Regions from separate parts of the Mus musculus genome. Here region 1 is linked to region 2. Evidence: chromatin contacts called from public promoter capture Hi-C data. All regions are on one chromosome and are shown on one strand. Each heading gives the region's core, a stretch centred on a gene start, on an enhancer-like site or on the middle of the called end of the contact. The rest is flanking DNA. Distances are from core to core; before and after follow the strand shown. Region 1 overlaps Gm1587 (predicted gene 1587). Region 2 overlaps Enox1 (ecto-NOX disulfide-thiol exchanger 1).

Region 1 (7,588 bases), core at 1,053-3,552, 210 kb before region 2:
AGCCATTCATTTTTTCTGTGTCCTCCTAAGTGCACGAGGTCCTGAAGAACTGAGCCAAAGTTCCTCTTTCTACCAAGCGTTTCCCTTGCCAACATCAGTAACACCCACATCTCACAGCAAATCAACAAACACCCTCCATTGGAAGCAGCGTGAGGATGCCTTATCTGAAATGCTTGGAGCTTCAGAGCTGAGGGGGGAAAAATTAAGACTTAGAATCATTGAATACACAGTGTGATAGTTTGAGTGCTCAGAAAGTTTTAGATTTGGGTGTTGTTCGGACTTCAGATTAGGGATATTCAATTTTACTATTCTTAATTCTCTTTTCCACGAAGTCTGAAGAGAAAAAAAATAAACTAATGAGAGTTGGAGAGATGGCAGAATTGTCCCGCCTTACCTTCTCACCCAAGCTTCTTATCCTACAGCCGAGAAGAACATGTGGTCAATGAAGCTCTTCCTGGAAGTAGACAAGGCATTTCCCAGAATCCTACTTCCAAGAAGAAGCTCTGGGATCCTGCGTCATCCCATGCTGTGCCTTCCTCTTTGTGACCAAGTGCTGAAGCTTTGGCTGAGGTATAGGGACAGGCATAGCTGTGAGGCCTGGGTGGAGGCCTGGGGAAGTCTATAAATGGAGATTACAGCATTCAAGCCGCTTCAATCCTTGTGTTCTGCAGATCTTGGGCCCTTGGAGGGGGTTTATGACTAACCGTGATTGCCTGCTCCCTCAGATCTCACACAGGTCGTTTTTCTTACCAGTCCCATCTGGGGTGACTATGCCAGTATCTTTGCTGACAGAGTTGAATTTGGTCTGTGTTTCGATTGCACAAGAACAAAGCCTGCACTGTAGGAACAACTGTCTCGAGGGCACATCCAGAGCAGGCAGAGTTTCCCTCTCTCTCTCTTGTGTTCCTCTCTTTATTGCTTCCGTTCCTGTACATATTTCAGTGATGTCAGGATTTGGAATGGCTCTACCTTGAGGGGAGCCAAGAAATCCTGAGTGTGTGTGTGTATGTGTGTGTGTTCATGTGCATGAGAGTATATACTGGCAAGACCAAAGCAGTTTGATGTATATCAGCCTGGCTGTTTATTGATCCCATGGAGGTAAAGAAACAGATTGGAATCTCCTGGCTGTAAGAAATATAACCCTTGACCAGCTGCAGCCATTTTTCTGTCTCCTCTGGCCAAAACAAAACAAAAACATTCATTTAAAACTTCTCACCTGGGAAGCACTTGTTAAGAGTATTTCATGCAAATGTGTAAGTTTCTTGGGCTGGACTTGCAATTCAGATCAGGAAAAAAAAAATGGTCTTGCATGCTTATGTCTGAGCATGCATTTTGCAGGAAGCCATTTTGTGAACAAGCAGACGGATTACTTCCGTGTTCTGGGATGGTCGTGCCTCATGTGAGGTTTGGGGGTGGGTTTTGCTTCACTTTCTTCATAAGGTTTTGAAGCTCGGTGGCTAGGAAGTTGATGGGGTACTGTCCCTTGCTAGGGAAGAGGTCCTGGAAATAAAGTGTTGAAATACACGCTAAAGAAATAGTGTGTTGAATTCTTGTCTTGAAAGCTTTTTGAACAGTAACTGAACAACAAAAACAAAAAACTCCAAAAATTAAAAAAATCGGATTTATATCTCGTTTATGTTTTGAGTTTTGGAGAATGTTCCATCACCTTCTTTCCAAAGTCTCGTTTCACATTTTAAACCAGGTACAGTCTACAAAGGATAATCTCTGGAAATGCTGAAGAGACTTCTCGTTAGGATTTCCAACTTTCATGGTAAATTGAGGTAAAAGCACTGTAGCACACACCTTTAGTCCCAGCACTTGGGAGGCAGAGGCAGGCAGATCTCTGTGAGTTCGAGGCCAGCCTGGTCTCCGGAAATGACACCTTGTCGCTGTGATTTTCAGCTTCTAGTGCTTTCGGGCCACCTGCTTCACACAAGGGCCTGTGCCTGGGAGGACACTGACCCTGTGGCGTCAGAGTGCCTTGCTGGAGAGCAGCTTTCAAAAGCCAGCCGAGATCATACGGGTTCTCTCTGCCAGGGACTCGATCTGTTTCAGCCATATGCTCTACTGAAAACAGATGAGAGAGGATGAACGCAGAACCTTTTAGAAACTAATTTTTAAAATTATGTCTAACTCATCAGATAAATTTTAAAGAAAATACCATCCGAAGAATTAACCAAAAAGGTTAGGAACTATTTTTGAATCGCGAGGCTCACAAACAGCAGATGGGTTGTAGGAAGGGGTGTCTAGCCCTGTGCTTCTCTGCTAATGTCAATGACATCAGCATACGAATGTCAACCAGATGCCTGTACCTTTCTGCTTTCTACTGAAAGAGAAGATCGCTTCAGATGTTAATGAGCACATGTCTCCCAGTAGGAGAAACAGTTTATTAAAACTGGGTGCTTCAGCTCAGTGGGTGTAGGTAGGGCTAAGGCTCCTTCTCTTGGCCCCCAGGTGGTATTGAGAGCTTCCTCTCTCCCATTCTAGAGAAAAAAGAAAATACCAGGCCTCATTTTTCTGGTGTCAGCAGGGTTGAATCCCTCCATAGCACCTGGCTAAGGCCTGGCTATTCAAGCTTACAACCAGAAAAAGGAACTTCTGTGCAGAAACTCCTACAGGGAGGAACAAACAATTGCAGGAGAATAGAGGCTGGGTCACCTAGAGGAGTTTGCTGCAAGGTGGCAGGGAGGGTGACATTGCAGGAATTGCTTTATGACACTCAAGGCTATAAGGTTGCCATTTATGAGAATCTGGTGGCCAAATCCACGTAGGACTCAGCCTATGCTGCTACTTCAGGCTATCCCTGGCCCTTCAATAACTAGCCTTCTACTACCAATATCACTGTCGACCTCCGAAAGGGTCCCTTTTCCCTTCTCAGAGTCTCAGGACCAATGAAAGCCTACACTAAGTAGGCAAAGCTTTATCTTAGCCAGAGAAAAGGAGAGTGGGGGTGGGGGTGGGGAAAAAACAAGGAAAACACTTATTATTATATATAAGTACACTGCGGCTATCTTCTGACACACCAGAAGAGGGCGTCAGATCTCATTATGGGTGGTTGTGTGCCATCATGTGGTTGCTGGGATTTGAACTCAGGACCTTCGGGAGAGCAGTCAGTGCCCTTACCCGTTGAGCCATCTCACCAGCCCAAGAAAACACTTTAAGAAGCTTCCGAACTAGAACTGAGGTGATAGGAGAAGGGGGTGGTCTTAGATATGAGGGGGAAGTTTAGTACTTTCTCCAGGGGCAAGGGGGCGAGGGGAGAAGTCCATCTCAGAAGCAAGGAACATTTCTTTGATTCTTGTTGTTCCAGTCTACGGTGAAAGCAGGCTGGCCAAGATGGCACAGGTAGGTAGAAGTTTATGAGGTTATAGAGTGGAGTGGTGCGGTAACAAGTCTGAGGTAAATAATTTGCTGGGTTCCATGCTGGAACATTCTTACAGAGGTAGGATATGACTGGTGGCGAGGATATCTTACCTGAAGCCACCTTGTTGATCTCACAAACACTCTTCCTTCTTGGAAGCTGTACAGTTTCAAGCCTGCCAGTGGTCCCCAAACAGTACCCTAGGTAGCCATGTATGTCCATATGACTTGCTAGCTTGCCTAGGTACAAGGAAGATTTCTCATGGCATGGACCTCTAGTTGTTGTTGTTCACAGAAACAGATAACTGGGAGGAAACCTTCTAAAACTTTCAGGCACTTTGGATAAAGAAAGGAAAAAGCAGAGAGGGGGACCTCTCCTCAGAGGTTCTAAAAGCATTGCCCTGTCATTCAGAGGATAGCACCTGAATGGATCCTATAGTAAATGACAATCAAATGAGCCAACTCTAAGTCCCATACAGAGGGAAAGATGCTTTGCTCTCATCCATAATACATGACCCCAGAACATACATACACATATACATGCATGCATGCATGCATACATACATACATACATACATGTGTGTGTATATATATATATATATATATATATATATATATACACACACACAGATACATGCATATGCATGAATCCTGCATGTATGTCTGTGCACCAACCAGATGCATGCCTAGTGCCTGTGGGGGCCAGAGGGCTGTATCCCCTGACACTGGAATTGCAGATGGTTATGAATTGCCTGATGTGGGTGCTGGAGATCAAATCCAGATCCTGTCACACTTTAAGGATCTTTCGATTGTATATTAAATTGTATGTCCCTCAAAGACAGATTGAAGACTTAACCCTGATACCTGTATGTGCCTTTAGTTGGAAATGGGGTTATTATATCTTAAGTCAGTTATAATAAGATCCTATTGTATTAAGTAGGCCTTAGTCAGTTACAATAAGATCCTATTGTATTAGGTAGGCCTTAGTATGACTGGGTACATAGAGACATAGTGAGAAAATGCCTGTTGTTGAGGGTGGAGCCAAAGGAAGGCAAGGATTACTGACTGACAGCGGAGTAGGAAGTGGGGCATCTTCTCCAGAGCCTGCTGATAAAGCACGGTCTGCTGATGTCGTGATTTTAGAGTTCTGGCTTGTATGAACAGTATAGAGTCCTGTAGTCTGAAGCCAGCCAGTTTGGTACTCTGTTACACTACCCTAGGAAACTCTGATGGTCCCTCCAGTACCACTGCAATTGCATTTCGTGGTGAGCGTTATCTGATCTCACTCAATAGACTTCTAGTTCTGAAGAGTCCCCTGAGCCCACTGCCCAGCACAGGACACAGAGCTTGCCAGTAAATTTTGGGTTGAATGAACAAATTTTAGGGCTTCAGATCTTAATGGTGTATTAAATACAAACAAAATATAAGAATTAACAAGGGAGAAATTCCTCCCTATATCGGTGCATGTATTTTGCTCATAGCAACGTTCTATAATATCATTTTATGATTTGTGTAAATGACCTATTATGGGCATGATTTGATACTTGAGCTGCTGACTTCTTTCTGTACCGTGCATGCAGCAAAGCAGAAGGTTTTATCTTCCTCCTGCACGTTAGAGACGGTTGTTTCACCAGCTGGATGGTGAGCCCTGGTCTCCACAGCTTCATAGCTGCTCAGCATCCCCTCCAGTTTTTCCACGGGAACTGGGATGGCTGCTAAGGGACTTTTCCTGCAGGTGAGATTTACATTATTTGAGATTTAAAGCAAACACTATTTCAAAACTAGCAGTAGCTTCAATAATTGACTGAAGCGAATGCCCCAAGGCATTTCTCAGGGCATCAGTTTTACCTACCTGGGTTTAGTTACCAGGTAGCAGCTGGAACATTGCCATCCCCTGAAAGAGGCCATGACAAGAGGGTCCCTGTGCCCTGAAAAAGATTCGTGATGATAATCTCATTGGGTATTTATTTCTTCATGGATTCCCTTCTGAGTGGCCATTTAGAGCATGCGCTGTTGAGAGGAGCAAACGCAGTGTGCACTTGTGTGTGTGTGTGTGCATGTGCGTGTGCATGCGTGTGTGCACTCACATATTTACACATGAGCCTAGACTAGCAACAGTGATGAAAAATGATATATAAGCATTATGATTACAGGAGAATATGTGATTTAATACATAGGGGATAACAAAAAGAACCCGAAAAACCAGAGAAACCTTCAATTTCTCTAATAATTTTGACTCTTTAAAACCTTTTATTTATTCTCTGTATCTAAAATGCTCTTGTTTTGTTTGGTGGGTGTCATTTACTTGACACTCCATTTAGCTGACTAGTGATGGTTGGCAGGAGGCGGGGAATCTCTTTAACCTTGACAGGCCCATGCCCTTCAACCTCACTGGAAAACTACATGAGCATGTCACGTTCCATCTAGCTTAATCTCGGACCCAATCAATCTGAGTAGATTTTGCCAGACCCAGAGCTTAACAGTTCAGCATCAAGATAAGTACGGACATAATTCCAGATTATGAAGAGTTTGTAACTTGGCACAAGATAAGAGCTATGGATTGCTGCGTCAGGTGCCTGCATTTTTGTCCTTCAGAGTGAACTTTGCCAATCCTTGGAGTGCAATCTAGAGGAATTATTTCTGGTGTCTCTTGGTCCTAAATCTCTCTCCTGTGCAGTTGATTCCGTGTGTGATCTCAGAAGCCACACCCCACAGACAGGGCCAGCTAATTTCTCCTTGACTCCCCTTGCTTTAGACCCCACCTATTAGAATCACCTGAGCAGAGAGCATCACCTGAAAACCTGTCCTGCTTGTCTTGACGGATGCGGGAAGACCTAGCGTGTGGTGGGCAGGACCTTGTGCTAGCTGAATCAGTGCTCCCAAGTGTTCATCGTGGTGCAGGGACCAGTGGCTCTACAGGAACCTTCTGGGCTTCAGGCAGTAGGTAGGGACTACCAAGGCACTGGCCTTGTGGACTGACTAACTACCTCTCATCTCCCATTTCTGTAAGAAGCAGCTATTGAGGACCTACTCTGACCATTGAGACATCCAGCCTCAAGGATCAAACTCTCACCTTCTCAGGTGTGAGTCTGTTGTTGCTACTATCTCAAAATTTACCATCTATCTATCTATATCTTACTATTTTAAAACTTACTACATATATGTGTGTGTATGTATATATATATGTATATGTATGTATATATGTGTATATATATGTATGTATGTATATATGTATATGTATGTGTGTATATATGTGTATATATGTGAAATCATTTATATACATATATATATATATATATGTATATATATATATATATATATACATACATACACACACATATATAGTTGAAGTCATTATGTAGACAAATGGAATTCTTTCCTGGATGATAGGATTCTAATATCTCCAGTGCAAACCTCTAGTGGGATCCGTTTTCCTGTGGGATGAATAAGGACCCCCACACTGCAAGAGTAGGGCTGTGAACTGAAGTTTTGTGGAGTCCTTGGAGACAGAAGTATCTTACTCCCTCTCAGAAGTGAGCTTGAGGAGGCTAGTCACTAAAGCCTTAGAATCCAAAGCCTGTCATGACCTCTGGTATACGTGTGTGGTTGGCAACACAGTGTGGATCAAAGAGAGCAAAGAATCCTCTGTCCCTGAGCGTAGATAGGTGCTGAGCCTGAATGTAGAAACGTGCTGTTTTTCTTAAGGACAAGTCTCTCCTCTACTAGTATACAGAATAAGATGCCAGAGTTTACTGCTTCTCTTGAATCATGGATTTCCTCTCCTTTAAGGAAAGTGAAGAGAGAGTGATGCAGAAGACACAGTATGCATTCTCATACTTCTTTCAAATGCTGGAGTAAAATCTTCCTTCCATGAAAATGAATATGTGCATCAGGGGGAACACAGCAACGAACACGCTGGCAGCAAAAAGAGCTGCCCACTTCATGAAACTGAACCTGTAAGAATCCTTTCTGACATGAAGGCTTACAGGGAATAGCATGCCATTTCCTTCTCCCAACCCTAGAGTCCCTTCGGCAGTCCAGCAAGCTCTGTCCTTGACTTTCCTCCCTCGGGTCACTTCCTGTACAGCCACACCCCAGACCTCTCTGTGCATGGGCCATGGAGGTTTGCTGTTTTCATTTAGGAATCCTAAAATGGAGAGCCACTGGGCATGTGCAATAATGGTTTCTGCTCAGCCATCATGGCTGCTGGGCAGGCGAGGACTGGCAG
Region 2 (6,903 bases), core at 2,151-4,650:
GTAGCCTCTGCCTGTATATTTATTGACTATATTATAGACCTTCTGGGCAGGCACCAAGAAAGCCAGCAGGCAGTGCTACTCAGTGGCTGGAGAGGCAATTCAGTGGCAACCGTGGCTAATTAGGAGTCCTCAGAGCTGACAGGGATGATGGTTAAGGAGGCTATCACTTGCCTTTTAGATCAAGCATAGAATGCTTTTTCTGATCTTCCTAAAATTGGTGGTTTTCTTCAGTAAGACCATCCCATCCATTAAGACATTGCCAATAATACATGAGGTAGGTTCTTACACCCCCATTCTCCCACTCTTGCCAAGAACCAATCACATCTCTCCTTTCGTCAGGAATCCATGAAGCCATCTCTTCACTGTTTACAGGGCACAGCCAAACTAGGCAATAGCCTTGGGGCTTCACCATCTGGTTGAGACACTCTCCAGCTTCACCTTGCTTTAGGAACACAGTGCCCAAACCAAATCCTCTTTGTTTCTGGTACATCTTTGTTCTTAGGGCTCCGGGCTCTGGTTAGATTGCCTCTGTGAACCTTTCTAACTTGGGAGAAAGACCTCTTGTTTATCCCAACAAGTTCAAATCCTGCCTGCTCTTTGAAGATATTCTCAACCCCTTTCCTTGCTCAGGTTACACTTGCTGGCATTCCCAAAGCATGTTGTGGATGCCTTGCTCCCACACGGAGGGCTATCAGCTTTGCTCAAAGTCATTCAGTTACTTGTAGTCACCTGCCTGTAGAAACTGTGACCCACTACAGTACTGTTGGTAGCCAGCACCCTCAGGAGTGCTGTTCACCTCCTACCAACTGCCTATAAAATGCCAGTCATAAAAATAGTCATATAAGATAGTCATATAAAACAGATATCATTCAGCTCATTCATTTGGTCTCTAGTAGCCCTAGACCCCAACACAGGCATATATGTGTGCATCTCCTCGCCTCCATACATACACTAATTTCAAAACCTGCCTTCCTGGTCATCACTGAAGTTCAGCAGGTCTAATCCTTATTTCTTTGGATCCTTTATTTTCTTCACTCTCCAACCCAGGGAAGGCCCCGGCAAAAATTAAGGACTTACTTTTTCTATTGTTACTCATCTGTAGGTGTGAGAAGGTTCCTTCGACTCCACCTCTAGGACAGGGGACCTGTCTACATTTCTCTTTTCTCTTCTACAAACCCTAGACATCGTGTGTAAGATGTCTTGGAAACACTTTCAGTGTCTGGTAGAACTACATGGTCCACAGAACTCAGAGAGCACTAGACAAGGTCAACTTCTCGGTGAGGCCACTGCCCTGACTCACTAAGCACCTCCTGGGGACCACAGGCTGCTGCTGGCATTGCAGAGGCCCACCCCCACCCCCACCCCACCCCCGCCCTTCCGACCTTCATACAGGAGAGCCTGACTAAGCAATGGCTCTGTCCCTAGCCCGATGATGGAACCCAGAGGTCTGCAGATCCTAGCTCGCCCCCCCCCACACCCCCTTTACCTTTCAGTTTGTCAGCCAGCAGGGCAGCTTCGTGCTCCGAGTAGTGCATGATGGCCGGCGGCGAGGGAGGCCGCAGCCTGTCCTCTTCCAGTTTGCGTCGATGCCGCTCCTCCCGGGCGCGCATCCTTTGCTTGCATTCCCACTCATAGAAGTCATCCCTGGCCTGAGCAAAATCCACGTGCAGGCGGCCGGAATCCTTTTTATCCGTGCTCGACCCTAATCGCATTCTGTAACCTAGAAGCAGTGGAAAGCCAGGTCACCTCCAGTCAGGGGACACATTTCCCACAAGCTAAGCAACTGTGCCTCAGGAGAGAAGATACCTTTTTGTCTCTGGGGGATGGGAAGCAGGTATCCTTTTAAAGACTTAATCATTAAGCACAGATGTGGAGGTAAATATACCTCCCTTCCCCCCCCCCCCCACGTTACTTTCCCAGAGGGACCCTCACAGTGCTCCTGTTGCACCATTAACCGAGCACTAAATCCTGGCCACGCCTTCCTCCCTTTGGCTTGGGGGGGGGGTCGGGGGGGGGTCTGTCTTGCTTTTTGTTTTCAATGTTCTATAACTCTATTGCATGTGCACTCTTAAAAATTCTTTTTCAAAGAGGCAGGGTATGAGTAAATACAGAACATCCATGATATTTGAAGGGGCCCGGAAAGTAAATTTCAGAACTTTACTCGGAGCCTATTGCTCATTCCCCTAGCAAACACTGCCGCTCTGGTTTTTTTCTCTGCCGCTACCAAAGCCACAATTACCCAGGCAATTTTGCAATGTTGTTTTATTCCCACTTATCCTCTGGGGCATGCGGGAGAATATGTTACCTTCAATCAAGAGGCCCCACAGTACCTCATCCAGCCTGCACGACCACACAAATTATCTGTGCAGTCTTTGAAGGCCACAATAGGCTTGTGCAAGGGCCCAAAGTTAGGCCAGAAAGGAAAAGGGGGGGAGGGGGGAACCTTTAGGGGGAAGGGAGGACTTACTGAGCACTACCTATCTTATAGTGATTGGGGATGAGGGGGGAGAGAGGTCGTGAGGGGTCAACACAGGACTGGATGCTGCCAGCCAGCCTAACTTCAAATTTAGAAGAATTGAAAGCACAGCACGGTGATTGATTCTTCAGTTTGGAGTACTCAGATTTTCACAACATCAATTCAGGTCTTAGCAGGAGCATATCTGGGAGGGGGGGCTGCTAGAGAAAGGGAGCAAAAATAAGCACCTCTGCTTTGCAAGGGATTTGCAGATGAGCTGCACTTGGGAAGAGCTAGGCTGTGCTGTGCTGCCTGCACCTTGTCCTGGACCATTTCAATCCTTACCCAGTAGGATTTGAGTTAAAGCCCAGTCACAAATCCCCATGGAAGCTGGCTTTTCCCCCAGCAGGGCACTTTACACTTTTTAAAAAGTTACAAATGTGCTTGCTACAGATCTCATCAGACTGAACTCTCTTCCAGGTTTCAACAGGATGGTGGAAACAAAACAGTACCCATCTTGGGTGCAAACAGCCGCCCACACGTGAACAGAATTAGTGCTGACTTGGTGGTGGGCTGTGGAAAGTGACGTCAGCAGGCTGTGTCCTGGCCAGCTGTCTGAGTTGGTCGGAACAACTTTCTCTGCTCATATTCCAGAGAACCGGCTCTCTAAAACCTTTCTGGTCCTCTTTCATCAGAGCTTCATCATTACAGCATTAAAAGACTCTGATGAGGCTGAGGCTAAACTTAGCCTGGCCCTCAAATGTGAAAGTGCTCCTAAAATTAGGCTTTCCAGCTGGGCTTGCTGGAGATTACAGGGGTGGTGGTGGTGGTAACCTTCTCTCCTTCCTGTCCCTTCCCCCAACAGCTTGGGTTTCAGACTGTCTCAGCTGCAGAGACCACCCTAGCAAAGCTGGAGACTTCTCTGCACTGAGGCAGTGAAAGGCTTGAAGTGGGTGGAGCCTGTGTTTCCTCCCGATTCAAAAGAGCTACCAAGAAGCGTCAGAGTTTGTCTAGTCTCTATTTCCCTCCATATGTCTATATATTTGGCACTGTTCATCTTTGTTAGCGTCTTCGAAGTTTTCTGTTTGGTCTTAAAGTTGGCTTGTGTTAGTGTTTTAAAGGACATTCGCCTACTCGATTCTTCAGTCACGCAGGGTGAAGTTAGTGTCTTAGCATTGAGTAATAGTTTGATTGACTATAGTGACTAAGAACCCAGATTTCCAGGCAGGCACTGACAGAAAGAACCATCTGTCCTTTATCCTGACCGGGTTTGTTTTGTTAAGAACAGTCTGACACTCAGAGATCCCCACAGTGTGCTTCATACACACGTGATCGACCTCACCTAGGAGTCCTGCTGGTAAACCGACTATTCCACCCACAGGTGGAAGTAGTATGACAATTTATCTGGGTTAGGGAGATGGAAAGCCACGCCCTCCTCTCTCCAGGAGATGGGTGCCACTGTGCGTGTGGTAAAATATCTTTATTCATTTCCACTGTGGAATGTCCAGACTTTATGTTTCTCGTTGAGAGCTTAAGTACAGTAAGGGATTTAACATTCTCTGGATCCCCGTCTTGGGCAAGGTCTCTGAGGTACTGGGATAACCTCAACCTGTCAGGGGTTCACACAGAATGAAAGGCAATGGAGACTGGCTGCAGACATCAGGAAAACCTGGGGGTGGAGCCCAGGTTTCACTTGATTCTTTCCCACCCCAGGGGGGGGGGGTTACCTTTGCTCTGAGTTAGGTAGGCAGTCTGCAGGGTGGCAGATGGCACTAATGTCGCTGGAGGAGCAGCAAAGGGCAGGGAGGGTAACCTAAAACTAAATACTTCCAAAGTACCACGGTAACATTAGCCTCGGTGTCCTTTGGTTTGACTGAGGCTTCCGTGCACCTAGTCAGACTTTTCCTATAGAAACCCAGAAAGCTGAAGGCAGCACTAGGCTTCCTTTTCACATGTGTAAACTTCTCCTAAAGCCTGGTCCTCCGGATAATGATGGTAGAGCAGGCAGCTGTGTGTGAGGACAGAGGGCCTGTCACAGGCCCAGGAACACATTCCCTGCAAGAAGGGGATCTTGCTTCCCCCCACACCCCCCCACACCCCGGGGTGAAGATTGGAAATGCACTTTTAAGAAACTGAAATTATTCTGAGAGAGTACTTTACTCCCCCCCAGAGGATTACATCCAATAATAATAATGGTCCTCAGTACTCAAAATATTGCTTTTCATCTAATACGCACTTGAGAACATTAATTAGAAACTCTGTGGAATTCCTTGAGACTAGATGGTAGGCAAACCTGCCTGTGGAGAGAGGCACAGGCTTAACAAAGAGCCCCGTGGCAGCCAAGCTGAAAGGTGAATGCCTCCTTCCCCAGCCCCCACGCTACCAGGACTTATTGTGTGTGTATTAAGGCAAAAGGGAAGGAGCTCACAGTAACATCAGAAGACAGAAGACAGGATAGAGAGCAAACCCCCTTTTACTAAAGCAAGGTACCAGAGAGGTAAATGGCTTTGTCAACCATGAATTCCTCGGCAAAGCGAATGTGACAGAAATTCTTCTTGCTCTTTCGGATGGCTGTGATATCTCCACACTGCTCAAAGACTTCTTGAATAATTTCTTCCGTTGCATTTTCTGGTAATCCTCCAACAAACACAGTCTTACACCCTGGAGGTCGTTCTCTTGTGGAAGGAGGTGGAAGATCTAAGATCACAATGAGAAGAGTTTTGTCTTTTTATCGATCGGCTCTTTACCAGGTTCACAGGGCAAAGGTTCCACTTGCAGAGTTGTCTCCAGACTGAGACACAGTCATTTTTATAGCAAGTTATGTCTCCCCAACCCCATGGCTACTCCTCCCTCCCCTCCCCCATCATGTTTCCTGATCTTCTCCCCTCCCCGTCAACCCCCCCCCTTTATTTCTCATGTTCATTTCTGCACAGAGTGGCTGTGCTTGTCCAGGAAAAAGATAACACGTGTTAGCATAATTTCATTTCTCTTTCATACACAGACACCCAGAAGAAGAAAAAGAGGAGGGAGAGAGCGTCACAAGTACAAAGCGCGATGAAATGACACATGATGAAAAGGCCTGGCTTGCTGCTGCTTTGTCTTCTTGCCAGATAAAGGGGGCAGCATCGTGGGACGAGGGAAACACAGCCCACGAGAGAGCATGCAACAATACTTACCTGGCTGCAAAGATGCTGAGTCTGGGAAAAGCCTTGGTTATTATTCACATTTAAATGAGCACACTATTAAATTTTGAGGAGGCTGTGTGAAAAGATAGTGTATGCTGTCACAACAGTTTGCCAAGTTTGTATGTAGATTACTACAGCTATCTCCTGAGAAGTCCAGTTCAAGTAGGCAACACTGATTAATACGAATTTTTTTTAAAAAAATTTCCAGGTATGTAAGCCTATAAACTTAGCATCAGAGGCTAAATTAATCAAATATATAGGTCCTTCAAGTGAACGTGACTTAGCCCAGAAATTCTGAGATGCGTGTTCTTCCTGCCTCTCACCTTTCCCCCAAATTGCCACCTGCCAGATTAATTCACGGTTCTATCTAGTAAAACACACTTGAGACTTTCTCTCCCGTTTGTGGAGGTGGAGAGAGAAGCTGCCAGATTTCACATGAGGCATTCCAGAAAATGCTAGTTCGCTGCACACAGGAAAGACTCTTAGTGTTACACATAAACTCTCCGAGCTCACTGGCTTCATGGTACTTATCCAGTGGCTGGACAGCTGAATGCATGGACACATCCTTGTGTACCTGTCCTAATGTAGAGACACAGCCTTGGGTAGCACATCGCACATCTGGAAATGAACCCAATACTATTTACAAAGGAAAAGGAATATGTCAGGCAGCTGCTTCTCCCTCCCACTTACTTGGATTTTGGGGGAAAAGAGTACAGCTTTTGCAGTGGATTATTTCCTTGACGACAGCCACTTCCGTTGGGGGTGGGGGTGGTACCAGCCCCAGACCGGGTATCATCGGGTTAATGGGGGTGATTCCAGTCATCATGTTGAGGCCTGGATCGAAGCCCGGCACGCAGATTGAGTCTGTGAAAGCATACAAGACAACACGTTGGTTAGACATTGTTGGTTCTGTTTGCGTTACTGTCTCCCACGGACTGGTTAACTTTATATTTCCTCTTCCTCTGGAGTTTCTCTTGGCATACGATGTAGAATTACAGAAAGCTATTCTAGAAGGGTAAAGGAGAGAAAGTGTACAATGTAGAACCTACAATTCTACAAAAAGGAAGTTATATTACTTAAAATATTAGCGCGGCAGAACAGAACACAGCATATTAAAGTGTGAAACCATGCGCCATGAGGCTCAGCTATTACCGGGAATGCAATTTTCTGTTCCTCAATGTTAGGGCATTGTTTACACTGCCTTATGATTTACAATGTGGAAAGAACATTTGGCATTGAAGTGCCCTGAGAATCGAATTGTCA

What was found. Promoter capture Hi-C pulls out the DNA fragments that hold promoters and counts their contacts.
Region 1: a contact with region 2 is called in a promoter capture Hi-C map of hippocampal neurons, with 2.3 times the contacts expected there. The contact joins two enhancer-like sites. A contact is called at or near these places in 1 of 39 promoter capture datasets (hippocampal neurons) and 1 of 9 other capture datasets (adipose tissue).

Annotation. Positions count from the first base shown.
Region 1 is chr14:77,787,860-77,795,447 of GRCm38.p6, reverse strand. It overlaps Gm1587 (predicted gene 1587), which reads left to right. Exons shown (of 3, transcript NR_157389.1): 3 at 423-1,503. It overlaps Gm30467 (a long non-coding RNA gene), which reads right to left. Exons shown (of 4, transcript XR_383626.3): 3 at 5,213-5,288; 4 at 4,748-5,089. Among named protein-coding and RNA genes, the nearest start is that of Gm1587, 7.3 kb to the left of the region's middle. Within about 2 kb of position 2,302, at least 26 of the 459 cell types and tissues checked have an H3K27ac peak or open chromatin away from gene starts, as enhancers often do. A contact at or near this core is called in adipose tissue and hippocampal neurons, where this site is marked.
Region 2 is chr14:77,577,213-77,584,115 of GRCm38.p6, reverse strand. It overlaps Enox1 (ecto-NOX disulfide-thiol exchanger 1), which reads right to left. Exons shown (of 19, transcript NM_172813.3): 8 at 6,331-6,504; 9 at 4,946-5,152; 10 at 1,487-1,720. Among named protein-coding and RNA genes, the nearest start is that of Gm52115, 16 kb to the left of the region's middle. Within about 2 kb of position 3,400, at least 61 of the 459 cell types and tissues checked have an H3K27ac peak or open chromatin away from gene starts, as enhancers often do. A contact at or near this core is called in adipose tissue and hippocampal neurons, where this site is marked.